Linked DNA regions of Sus scrofa: region 2 is linked to region 1. A link is a contact called in public Hi-C data. All regions are on one chromosome and are shown on one strand. The core of a region is the stretch at or near the end of the contact, and the rest is flanking DNA. Distances in the headings are between cores, read along the strand shown.

The links. A called contact is a pair of places that touch in the nucleus more often than the background predicts.
Region 2: a contact with region 1 is called in a Hi-C map of embryonic fibroblasts, with 1.9 times the contacts expected there. The contact joins the promoter of GK5 here to the promoter of ATP1B3 in region 1. A contact is called at or near these places in 1 of 47 Hi-C or Micro-C datasets (embryonic fibroblasts) and 1 of 2 datasets of contacts at active chromatin or transcription factors (alveolar macrophages).

The regions. Positions count from the first base shown.
Region 1 is chr13:82,678,052-82,683,554 of Sscrofa11.1, reverse strand. It overlaps ATP1B3 (sodium/potassium-transporting ATPase subunit beta-3), which reads right to left and starts at 3,113. Exons shown (of 7, transcript XM_013982100.2): 1 at 2,751-3,113. The coding sequence starts at 2,859.
Region 2 is chr13:83,032,199-83,037,701 of Sscrofa11.1, reverse strand. GK5 (putative glycerol kinase 5) reads left to right here and starts at 2,113. Exons shown (of 16, transcript XM_003483257.4): 1 at 2,113-2,415. The coding sequence starts at 2,254.

The DNA.
Region 1 (5,503 bases), core at 1,864-4,363:
TACCAAGGTCAAAAAAAGATATAATAATCCCCACCCCACCCCATGCCCCATTAATTTCAAAAGCCAACTGGAAGAAAAAATTTGCACAAATGTGGTTAAAAAAAAAAAAGCTGTAACACGTTTTCCAAATGTAAAAAGCATGTACATTTATTATCCAAGATCTAGAGATTCCACAGCAGAAACACATCTCAAGGAAATTAATTTCCAAAAATGTACAACAGGAGTTCCCTGTTGGCTCAGTGGGTTAAAGATATGGCACTGTTACTGCTATGGTTCAGGCTGATTCTTCCCCTTCCTTCCCCCCACAAAAAAACCATGTATGACAAGAGTGAAGGGAATGGGAAGAGGAGGGATGGACACATATAATAATGTACTTGTTTAGAAAAAAATCAGGAGAGGGAGTTATTACCCTGTAACTCCCATGTATATGTGAGGTAATGTTAGTAAACTTGTTAAAAAAAAATCCTAGTACATCGCTATACAATGGAATACTAATCAGCTATTAAAAATGGTGATATAGACCTTTATTAACATACGAAAATGCCCACAATATTCACAAAGGATTATAAAGCAATACTTGCTGTATAATTTTTTGTTAAAGAAAAAATTAACATTATAAACATTTCTTAAGTCTGCCCAGACATATACTTAAATATGAATAGTGGATATCTTTATGGTGATGAGATCAGGCAGCTAGCCCAGACACTGCTTTTCTAAGAACTACAAGAAGATGCACTTTCTCCAGGGGGACTCCTTGCTCTAGGGTACTCAGCCAGGGTGATCAGAGAATGGATTTCAGCCTCCCCACACTACTCCTCCACATTTCCCTGGAGGGCAGCCCTTATGTTGGGATAGGATTACGGATAATTTTCACCTACTTATGCCATTCTATGCTGGCTTACTATTTATTACAAAAAACCCAGAAATTTACTATGTGTTATTTTCAATTTTGAAAAAAAGGTCTTTCCTAAATCCTTCTAATACAAATCCCAACTTCACCTATGCTACTTCTACTGCCCTCATAAAATGCTGCATACTCTTGATAAGTTGTGCATGTTACCTATTTAAATGCGCATACCAAATAAAATCTCTACCCCAAGAACATTTAACACAAAAGTTAGATAAGGAGCACAACCTGCATTAAGAAATATCATTCTAATGTAGAGTGAAGATACTTATTACTGGAAATAAGAAGGCCCTGAGAAAGGTAGTCTACACAAACTAATCTCTCTCCACTACTGGAAAATTCCTTCAGCAAGAAGTTAGTATACTCCAGAAACAATTGTTTACCAGTTTTTCCCTATTTACTTTCAGATGCAAGATTTCTTTCCCCGTCACACCAGTGGGTTCCCCACAGATAGCCTTTTGAATAAAAATCGTGAATGATTGCCATGCAGTTAGGCAAAGGCATCTGTAAAATAATACAACCGCTGGACTAGGATTAAAGGACAACTGGGTTCTTTTCTTGGCTGGGTGGAATATGTAATTTTACACAAAGCAAAATCACAATCTCTCTGGGGCTCGTTGTTCTCATCTCTAAAGCAGGGTTTGGGCTAAAAACCCTCCAAGGCCCCTTTCAACTTGTCATACGAATTAAAGCCACCTTTCCCCTCGGCAGGAGCCGATTTCAAGCAGCAGCAGCAACAGTTTATTTGCTAAGTCAGAGCTAAATTACTCTCTTCATGCTTCTCTTCAAAAAATGTCGTGCCCAAATAGTTCTCAACTCCAGAAATATATTCTCACTCAGAAAAAAAAAAAAAAAGGTCTGTCATGACCAACTAGCAAAATATTTTTCAAAAGAAAAAAAATCAGTTTACTTAAGTATAAAGGAGGGGGGCACTAGTCCTTATTCAGACATTAACATCATTTTTCCAAAAAAAGAGGCACTCTAAAGCAGCACCACACTGGCAGATGGTTTAAATATTTCTTTTTAAAACAAAGAACCCATGCAGAGGAAAACTGCTAACAAATTCAACCATTAAACGTTTTGAAGGCAGAGGAAAAAACTGCCATTCAGACAGGATTTACTTTCCCTCAATGGAGCACGCTGGTAACGTAGAAAACTCTGTCATTAAGAAGACATTAAGGAGGAAACGACCTTTTTAAGGGTCTTTTCACTGTTTAAATTCAAGCGCATTTTCGCGTATCGTGTACGTGTATGCTTAACATATCTGTGCAGCCCACACACTTAACACTCACTTGCACTCTTCCGACCCGCTGGGGTGGCAGCGTGGACGAGTCACAAGATAGCGGCCGGAGTGGAAATTTCCTCTCCCCGGACGTGGGGCAGGGTCTGGCTTCCCCGAAGCGCTCGGCGCCGCCAGCCGCCTCCGCCAGGGCCTCTCCCGGCCAGCGCGCTCCGTACAAAAGGAGGCCGGGCGCCCGGCGCCCACGCGCCCGGGGCTCGGCTCGGGGCAGGGGTCCCCGGCTTCCGGCGCCGCAGGCCCCGGCAGCACGTGCGCCAGCTCCCGGCAGGGAGGAAGGAACCGGCGAGGCCCGGCGGAGGCTGCCAGCGGGCCCTGCAGCCTCGCCCGCCCGCCGGCCCCGCAAGAAATGAATGGGGCCGCGTTACTCCGCCGCCGCCGCCCGTCTTCGAGTCCAGCGGACCGAAGAAAACCGCTGCGGGCGGCGACGGCCGCTCCCGGGGCCCCCGCGCGGGGAACCGCCTCCCGCCTTTCCCTTCCCACCCGACCCCGCCCGGCGCCCCCTGGACCGCGGCCGGCCCCGGCGCCCAACCGCCGCCCGCTCACCCCAGCTCTTGGCGGAGCGCCCCAGGAACTCTCCGGTGGTCGGGTTGTACAAGAACAGCTTCCATTCGGCCATGCTCTGGTTGAAGGATTTCTTCTCTTTCTTCGTCATGGTGTGTGCCGACGACAAGGGAAGCAGCGAGGAGTACGGAGGTGCGTCTGGGCTGGAGCGGCGCAGCCCGGCGACGGCGGCGGCGGAAGGCGGGACGGCCGGCTGAGGAAACCTCCTCGCTACCGTGAGCGCTCAAGCCGACTGCGCTGCGCCGCGCCGAGCCGGGCGGCCGCTCCAGCCGCGGGAGCCTGACGTCTCCGCCCTCCGCAGCCAATCCCCGCGCTGTTCAGGCCGCGCCGCCGCCGCCGCTACCGCCTCCAGCCCGCGGCGGGGCGCAGCCCGACCAGGCGAAAACGCCCCGCCCACGGCCCCGCCCCGCGGTACCCCGCGGGGCTCTGGGACGCCCCGGACTCCCTCTTCCTTGGCTGGAGGAGGCAAAAACTACGTGTAGCGACTTTAGAAATCACGAGGGCTTAGTAAAAAGCAGATTTATAATGACAAGCGAAAGAAGAACGTCCCTGGCCCGCAGGCTTTTTAGAAGGAGGACTCGGGAGATGCTGCAGGCTACGGACACCTGGAGTCCCCTGGGTTCCTTGCCTGCAGCAGCGTGGGACCAGAAGAGCACGGAAACGACTCCGGTCCACTAAGTCGCCTTCACCGAGGAGGGGATTTCGCCACCCTCTCCCCAAACCGTCCCCAGACGTTCTCCTCTGGGCTCTATGACGTGACTAAAAGATAGTCTGCGGTGGTATTTCGTAAGCAGGTGTATTGCATACCGCTGCCTAGAGAATGCCCTGACTTGGTTCTTTTGGAGGATTTATCTAGAACTCTCCGGTCAATGGGAATTTCATCCTAAATATGCCAGTATTAAGTAAATGCAGTATAATTTTCTCCAGATTTAGTTGAATTTATCAATGAAATCAATATACATGCTTTCCTGAGGTTCCAAACTGCACGGCCTGTTTTTTTCTCAAACACTCAGACTCTTAATCTCCAGGAAATCAATTCTTCGTTTAGTGTTGATGCCTAAGTACAGATTCCTGGCTTTTGATCTTTTCCACTGCAGTGGTGCTCGCCTTGGTCCGAGCTGAGGGTGCAATCAATGTTCTCCTACACGAGATGGAGCTGAAGAGCACAGTGCGCTGAGACTTGTGACAGCACGAAAAGACGAATAGAAGTTTGGGCAGAAGGTGCTTTTTTGTTTTGTTTTTAGAAAAAAAATGGAATACTACCTCGTTAGCAAATATAAAATTATGAATGAAGAAATATAGCATACATCTTACTATCTGGAATGATGCATTATAATTCATCTGAAAGTTTAAACACAGATTGTAAATGCTTTAAAGGAGTAAGTAGATATCGAAATTCTGGCATTTCTCACTTCCTCACTTTGCTTATCAAAGCAAGGAATTATGAATTATGTCTCCCATAAATGGAAAAGAGAAGTTTTTTTGTTTGGTTTTTTTTTTTTTTTTTTTTTTTTTTTTGCCTTTTAGGACCCGCAGCATACGGAGGTTCCCAGTCTAGGAATCTAATAGGGGCTACAGCTGCTGGCCTATGCCACAGCCACAGCAATGCAGGATACTTAACCCACTGAGGCCAAGGATCCAGTGGGCAACTTCATGGTTACTAGTCAGATTCATTTCCACTGCACCACAACTGGAACTCCATGCATTGTTATTATAAATGACTTTTCCCCTGTACTTAGGAAAGCTAAATTTACAATTATGACCTTGACTGATAACTTAAATCAGTTACTTTGTTGAGCCAGTGATGGCAAAAAATGTGTAAAGTGTTTTGCAAAATTTGTCATGAAAATAGTATTAGAAATAGCAAAACACCATGCAAGCAGACTAGGAAGCATTTCTTTAGCTCATAAATAAGGTTGAAAGAGAACTGAGGAATGGAAGTAGTTAACTATTTTTGTCTCATCAAAAATCTAAGTAAGGGAGTTTCCATCGTGGGGGTTAAGAACCCAACATAGTGTCTGTGGGGATGTGAGTTTGATCCCTGGCCTCTCTCAGTGTGTTAAGGATCCAGCGTTGCCACAGGCTTTGAGGTCCGTCACAGATGGAGCTCAGATCCTGCATTGCTGTGGCTATGGCATAGGCCGGCAGCTGCAGCTCCAATTCTACCCTTAGCCAGGGGACTTCCATATGCTGCAGGTGTGGCCCTAAAAAGAAAAAAAAACTAAGAGAACACTTAAAATATTGATAGAGTTGATAGATAACAGGTTTTCTAGTTTAGGTAGCAGTTCAAGATACAGGGTCCATTTTGGAGTTTCTGTCATGGTGCAGCAGAAACAAATCCAACTTGGAACCATGAGGTTACAAGTTTGATTCCTGGCCTTGCTCAGTGGGTTAAGGATCCGGCATTGCTGTGGCTGTGGCACAGGCCAGCAGCTGTAGCTCCAATTAGACCCCTAGCCTGGGATCCTCCATATGCCCAGGGTGTGGCCCTAAAAAGAAAAAAATAAAGATACAGAGTCTGTTTGGAATAAAATATAAAACCACCTGCTTTAGGAGTCCCCGTCGTGGCTCATTGGTTTGCAAACCCAACTAGCATCCATGAGGATGGGGTTCGATCCCTGGTCTTGCTCAGTGAGTTAAGGATCCGGCCTTGCCATGAGTTGTGGTGTAGGCTGGCGGCTTCAGCTCTGATTGGACCCCTAGCCTGGGAACCTCCATATGCCACGTGGGTGTGG
Region 2 (5,503 bases), core at 864-3,363, 360 kb before region 1:
CCATGGATCCAATACATGCCACAGGAGCTTCCTGAGCCACTGCAGTGACAATGGCAGGTCTTTAAATCTCTGAGTCACCAGGGAACTCTGTGATTTTAAATCGAGACCTTGAGTAAAGCAAACGACATTTCATGATGTTAATGGGCCTCATCCAATCAGTTAAAGGCCTTAAGGGCAAAGATTGAGGTTTTGCAAAGAAGAATTCTCCTTAAGATTGCAATATAGGAACCCTGCCTGAGTTTCCAGCCCACTGCCCTGCGGAGATTAGACTCAAGACTGTAACATCAGCTCTGAATTTCTAGACTTCCAGCCTGCCCTACCTCTTGACAACCTTCATAAGCATGTGAGGCAGTTTCTTAAAATAAATCTCAATCTTTTTCTCAATCTCTATCCCATTGGTTCTCTTTCTCTGGAGAACTCTGGCCTGTAGATGACCCATTAGTCATTCATTTCAAATTATGATACAGGGTATTAACATAATACAGAGTACATATGACTCAGCCAAACAGTCACCACTGGTGAACAGTCCTGGGGCCAAATGGGACAAATGGACAGAGACAGAGTGCAAAGCTCAAAACCCAAACCAAACAACCCTCCACTCCCACCCCATACTCTTTCAGGTACTTGCTCCAAGCTTCAAGTAACATAACAAAAGAACCCAATTTGGTCAAATTCGCTGAAAGGGAGTTGGTTAACAGACAGTTTTGTCAAAAGAACAATTTGGTTCAAAAGGAATATCCTTTACTTATTAATCAGTATACCACTATTTATTTTATTTTATTATTTTATTTCATTTATTTTTAGGGCTGCATATGGAGGTTCCCAGGCTAGGGGTTGAATCGGAGCTACAATTGCTGGCCTTCACCACAGCCACAGCAAGTCAGGATCCTAGCCGTGACTGTGGCCTATACCACAGCTCACGGCAAATGCTGGATCCTTAACCCACTGAGCCAAGGCAGGGATCCAACCCCAAACCTCATGGTTACTAGTCGGATTCATTTCGCCTACGCTACAACAGGAACTCCAGTATACCACTCTTCACTGTTGAACTTTTTCACAAAAAACGCATATCCATATTACTTTCATAATTTTACAAAAAGGTAATGAATATTTTCAGGTACTGGGTTTTTGGGGGGCTGGAGGTGGAGTGGTGGCTGGAACAGGTCTTGACACCTCCCCACTCCCCACAGATAAGGACTTGGAGCTGGACCACCCCTCAAAAATCCCCTTGGATTCAAAGCTGGTGATCAAAACGGAAGGAAACTCAAAATTACCACATGCGTCCTTCCTGCCCTCTGAGGGGAAGATCTCATGCTTTTGAGGCAGGAAAGGTAAAGGGGCTTTCAGATTCTTGAAAAAGCAATCGTTGGGGTGGAGTTTGACGGTAAAAACAGATGCCTTGCGCTGTGCTCCTTCCTCCGACCAGAGGGCTGCGAAAGGTCTCACTGGTTGAGTGTTATTTCATTTAGCAAGTATTTATTGAGAAGTATTGTGTGTATCTGACCAGGTTTTCTGGGGAGAAGTCTTGGGAAACTCACAGTTTATTAATAAATACCTTTGGCCCAATTTTGTATTTCCTTTTAAGAGTTAAAAGAATAGCAGGCGAAGTTCCCCTAGCGGCTCAGTGGTTAACCAATCTGACTAGCATCCATGAGGACAGAGGTTCAATCCCTGGCCTGACTCAGTGGGTTAAGGATCCGGACTTGCGGTGAGCTGTGATGTAGGTCGCAGGCGCGGCTCCGATCCTGCCGGAGCCTGCGTTGCTGTGGCCTGGGCGGGCAGCTACAGCTACCATTTGACCTACAGCCTGGGAACCTCCATATGCCCGCAGTAGTGGCCATAAAAAGCAAAAACAAACAAAAGAAACGCAGGCACTTCCTGCATGATGCTCGGCATGAGGAGGGAAATCATGAAAATTACCGGCCGGGAAACGCCGAGAGCGGCGGGTGTTTGGAGAACTGGGCCACGTGCGTGAGCTGGGGCTCCAAAGTCCCACCGAAAACACACTCGCCTCTACGCCCCCAGGCGGCCACTCGGCCCGCGCGCGCTCCAGCGAAGGGGCCCTGCGCAGCCGTGACGTCACGGCGTCGGGGCGGGGCCCTCGGCAGGGGCGGGGCCGCTCCCGGAGCTCGCGGAGGGGGCGGGGCGGGCCGGGGGCGGTGGCCCGGTTGGGCGCGCTCCGCTCCTGCGGTGCGAGTGTTTGGAACTAGCCTGCTCGGCTGGCGGCTGCGGTAGAGAGGCGTTCGGGTCGGGATGTCCGAGCTGTCCACCGTTGCAGAGCAGGAACGCCAGGAGCAGAGCGCGCCGGACGGGCGGCGCGCAGGCTTCGTACTGGGGCTGGACGTGGGCAGCTCGGTGATTCGCTGCCACGTCTATGACCGCGCGGCGCGGATCTGCGGTTCCAGCGCGCAGAAGGTGACTGGGGAGCGGGCGTCGGGGCTGCGGGTCAGCGTCGCGCAAGACGCCCGGGATCCGATCGTGGGCGCAGAGAGGGCGGGACCGCCTCATCCGGCCTGGAGGCCGCCACCTGCAGCACCGCCGGCCCTTGGTCTTGATCGGGGCGCCGGGATCGGCCAGGTCACCGCATTCCCTCCTGGGTCAGACTGAAACCCGTGCGCCTTTCCTGTCCCGGCTGAGGACCCTAGGGGCCCGCTTTGTCACCCGGGGCCGCTCACTAGCTTCCTCTCACCTGGGGATTCGCCCCTCTGGCCTTACCTGGGTGAGAATGCGGTGACTCCCGGGGCTGGGCAGGGTAGGGCGGACTGCGCATATCTAGCCAGAGGGTACTTTGTGATTTGCTTGGTTTTTCCTGCACTTCCTTGGTAGACCTCCAACACTGTCTTTATTTACATTTAAAATTTTCAGATCTTGATGGGATTTGACTTTATGTCCGTTCTTCATTTGCCATTATTAACTGTTTCCCAAAGTGCTGAGCAGCTCATTTCCATGGATACGGGAAGTTATTTACTCTTCTGTCCAATACCAACTTCTTTTTATATTAGCAGTGTTAGGGCGAGCAGGAGCTATTACCTAACCCATTCCCAGCAGCACAGAGCTCCCCTTTTGCTGGATTCCCACCCTTCTTCCCACCCCCTTTAGAAGCGGTTTTCTGCCTTAGCAGTTGCCCAGGAGCAGGTCCAGTCAAAACAGTTCTTTGAGCGCTCGTGTTGAGGACTTCCTCATGCTGGTGTCAGAACCGGGACAGGGAGCTGGGACTAGAGCAGCTCCCTGGTCCTTTCTGCGTCCACCTGTGCAGGAAAGGGTGAGTACTGCCCACTCACCCCTACCCCCACCTGAAAGGAGAGACAAAAGGCAGACTCTGTCCTTAGAAACTATGTGCTCCTTATCTTTTTGAGTCTTTATCAGAACACGGTGATACTTTTCACAAGTCTCCCTTATAATTCTGGACACAAAGTACTTTTGTGTTTAGGCAGAGTTTTTTTGTTTGTTTGTTTGTTTGTTTTTTGCTTTTTTAAGGAGTTGGAGTATTTGGAATCAGTATTTGGATACAGAATTTCTGTTAGAAGAAATTTGTTAGAAGAAAACAAAGTTTCATAGTTGCTGTATAGTTTGGGGGAATCATTCTATTTTTTTCTTCTTTCTTTCAAGAAATTAGGTAAGGATTTCAAAGGTAAATCAAGATTGCTGTGAGTAGCAGGAGACTAGAGTGGTTTGCTCAGGCTGAACTGTGGAGGTGTCTGGAAGGATATGTGAGTAAATGAAAATACAGAAAATCCCTGCCCTTGAGGGCTGAAGCTCTGTATCTTAAGTAGTTGACAGCAGTGCCTCTCAAACTGTGATAGGAATTGACAAGCAGTGCTTCTTAAAGTGTGGTTCCTAGGGTGCTGGGGTTGAGATAGAGAAACTAAAATTTAGAAACTCGTGTAGCAGCTTGGCAGTATAATTTTATGTCTGTTGACCTTAATAATAAAATATTTGGGATTTTATTTTGTCATTTTTTTTCCCTAGAAAAGTGTTTCCGTTGTGCCTTAAAAATTGTTGGTCCACAATAATTAGAAATCAGAAAAAAAAAATACAAAAACAAACAACAACTGCTCCTTTACTTCAAATAACTTGAGTTCTTTGGGAAAAAGGGTCTCGGCCTACATTGTTTCCTATTACCTGGCTTATTACTTCATAGGTATAAATAATTTAATTGCATCTAATCAAAGTATTAGATATTCATTTTGCTCCATGGGACTCTATGGATTAGACAAAGAACTTGTTTTTATTTTTTCAAGTGAAAAATCATACCTCTTGGAGTTTCCATTGGGGCTTAGTGGGTTATGAACCCAATCTGACATAGAGTCCATGAGCATGCAGTTTCAATTCCTGGCCTTGCTTAGTGGCTTAAGGATCTGCTTGCTGTTCCTACAAGTTGTGTTGTGGGTTGCAGATGTGGCTTGGATCTGACGTTGCTGTGACTGTGGTGCAGGTCTGCAGCTCCACTTCTCATTCAACCCCTGGCCCCTTCCATATATTGCAGGTTCGGCCACAAAAAAAAAAAAAAAAAAAAATCACACCTCTGCTAATATTATGTTGGAAAGAATATGTAATAGAAAGCCAGACCTCTTAGTACAGGATTTGATTGATAGCACCAAATAAATATCTTCAAAAAAGGTTTTTAACAAAGGGAGTTCCCACTGTGGCTCAGTGGTAACAAACCCGACTAGTATCCATGAAGTCACGGGTTCTATCACTGGCCTCAGTGGGTTAAGGATCTGGCATTGCCATGAGCTGTGATGCAGCTTGCAGACAAGGCTTGGATCTGTTGTTGCAATGGCTGAGGTGTAGGCTGGCAGCTGCAGCTCCGATTTGACCCCTAGTCTGGGGACGTTCATGTGCTGCTGGTGTGGCCGTTAAAAAAAAAAATTGAAAAAGAAAAGATTGAAAAAAAAAGCCACCTGAATTTCCAGTTGTGACTCAGTGGTTAACGAATTTGACTAGTATCCATGAGGATTCGGGTTTGATCCCTGGCCCCGCTCAGTGGGTTAAGGATCCATTGATGCCATGAGCTGTGATGTAGGTCGAAAACACGGCTTGAATCCCAAGTTGCTGTGGCTGTGGTGTAGGCTGCAGCTACAGCTACAGCTCTGATTTGATCCGTAGCCTGGGAAGCTCCATATGTCTTGGGTATGGTCCTAAGAAGACAAAAGACAAAAACAGTAACAGCAAAAAAACCCTGAAGAGATCACACTTTAGAGACAAGAACAAAAGAGGCCGTGTTGGTCTTTTGGTTAAAGTTGAAATCACAGGAGTTCCCGTCGTGGCTCAGTGGTTAACGAATCCGACTAGGAACCATGAGGTTGCAGGTTCCATCCCTGGCCTTGCTTAGTGAGTTAAGGATCCGACGTTGCTGTGAGCTGTGGTGTAGGTTGCAGATGCAGCTCAGATCTCTAGTTGCTGTGGCTGTGGCGTAGGCCGGTAGCTACAGCTCCAATTGGACCCCTAGCCTAGGAACTTCCATATGCCACGGGAGTGGCCCTAGAAATGGCAGAAAGAC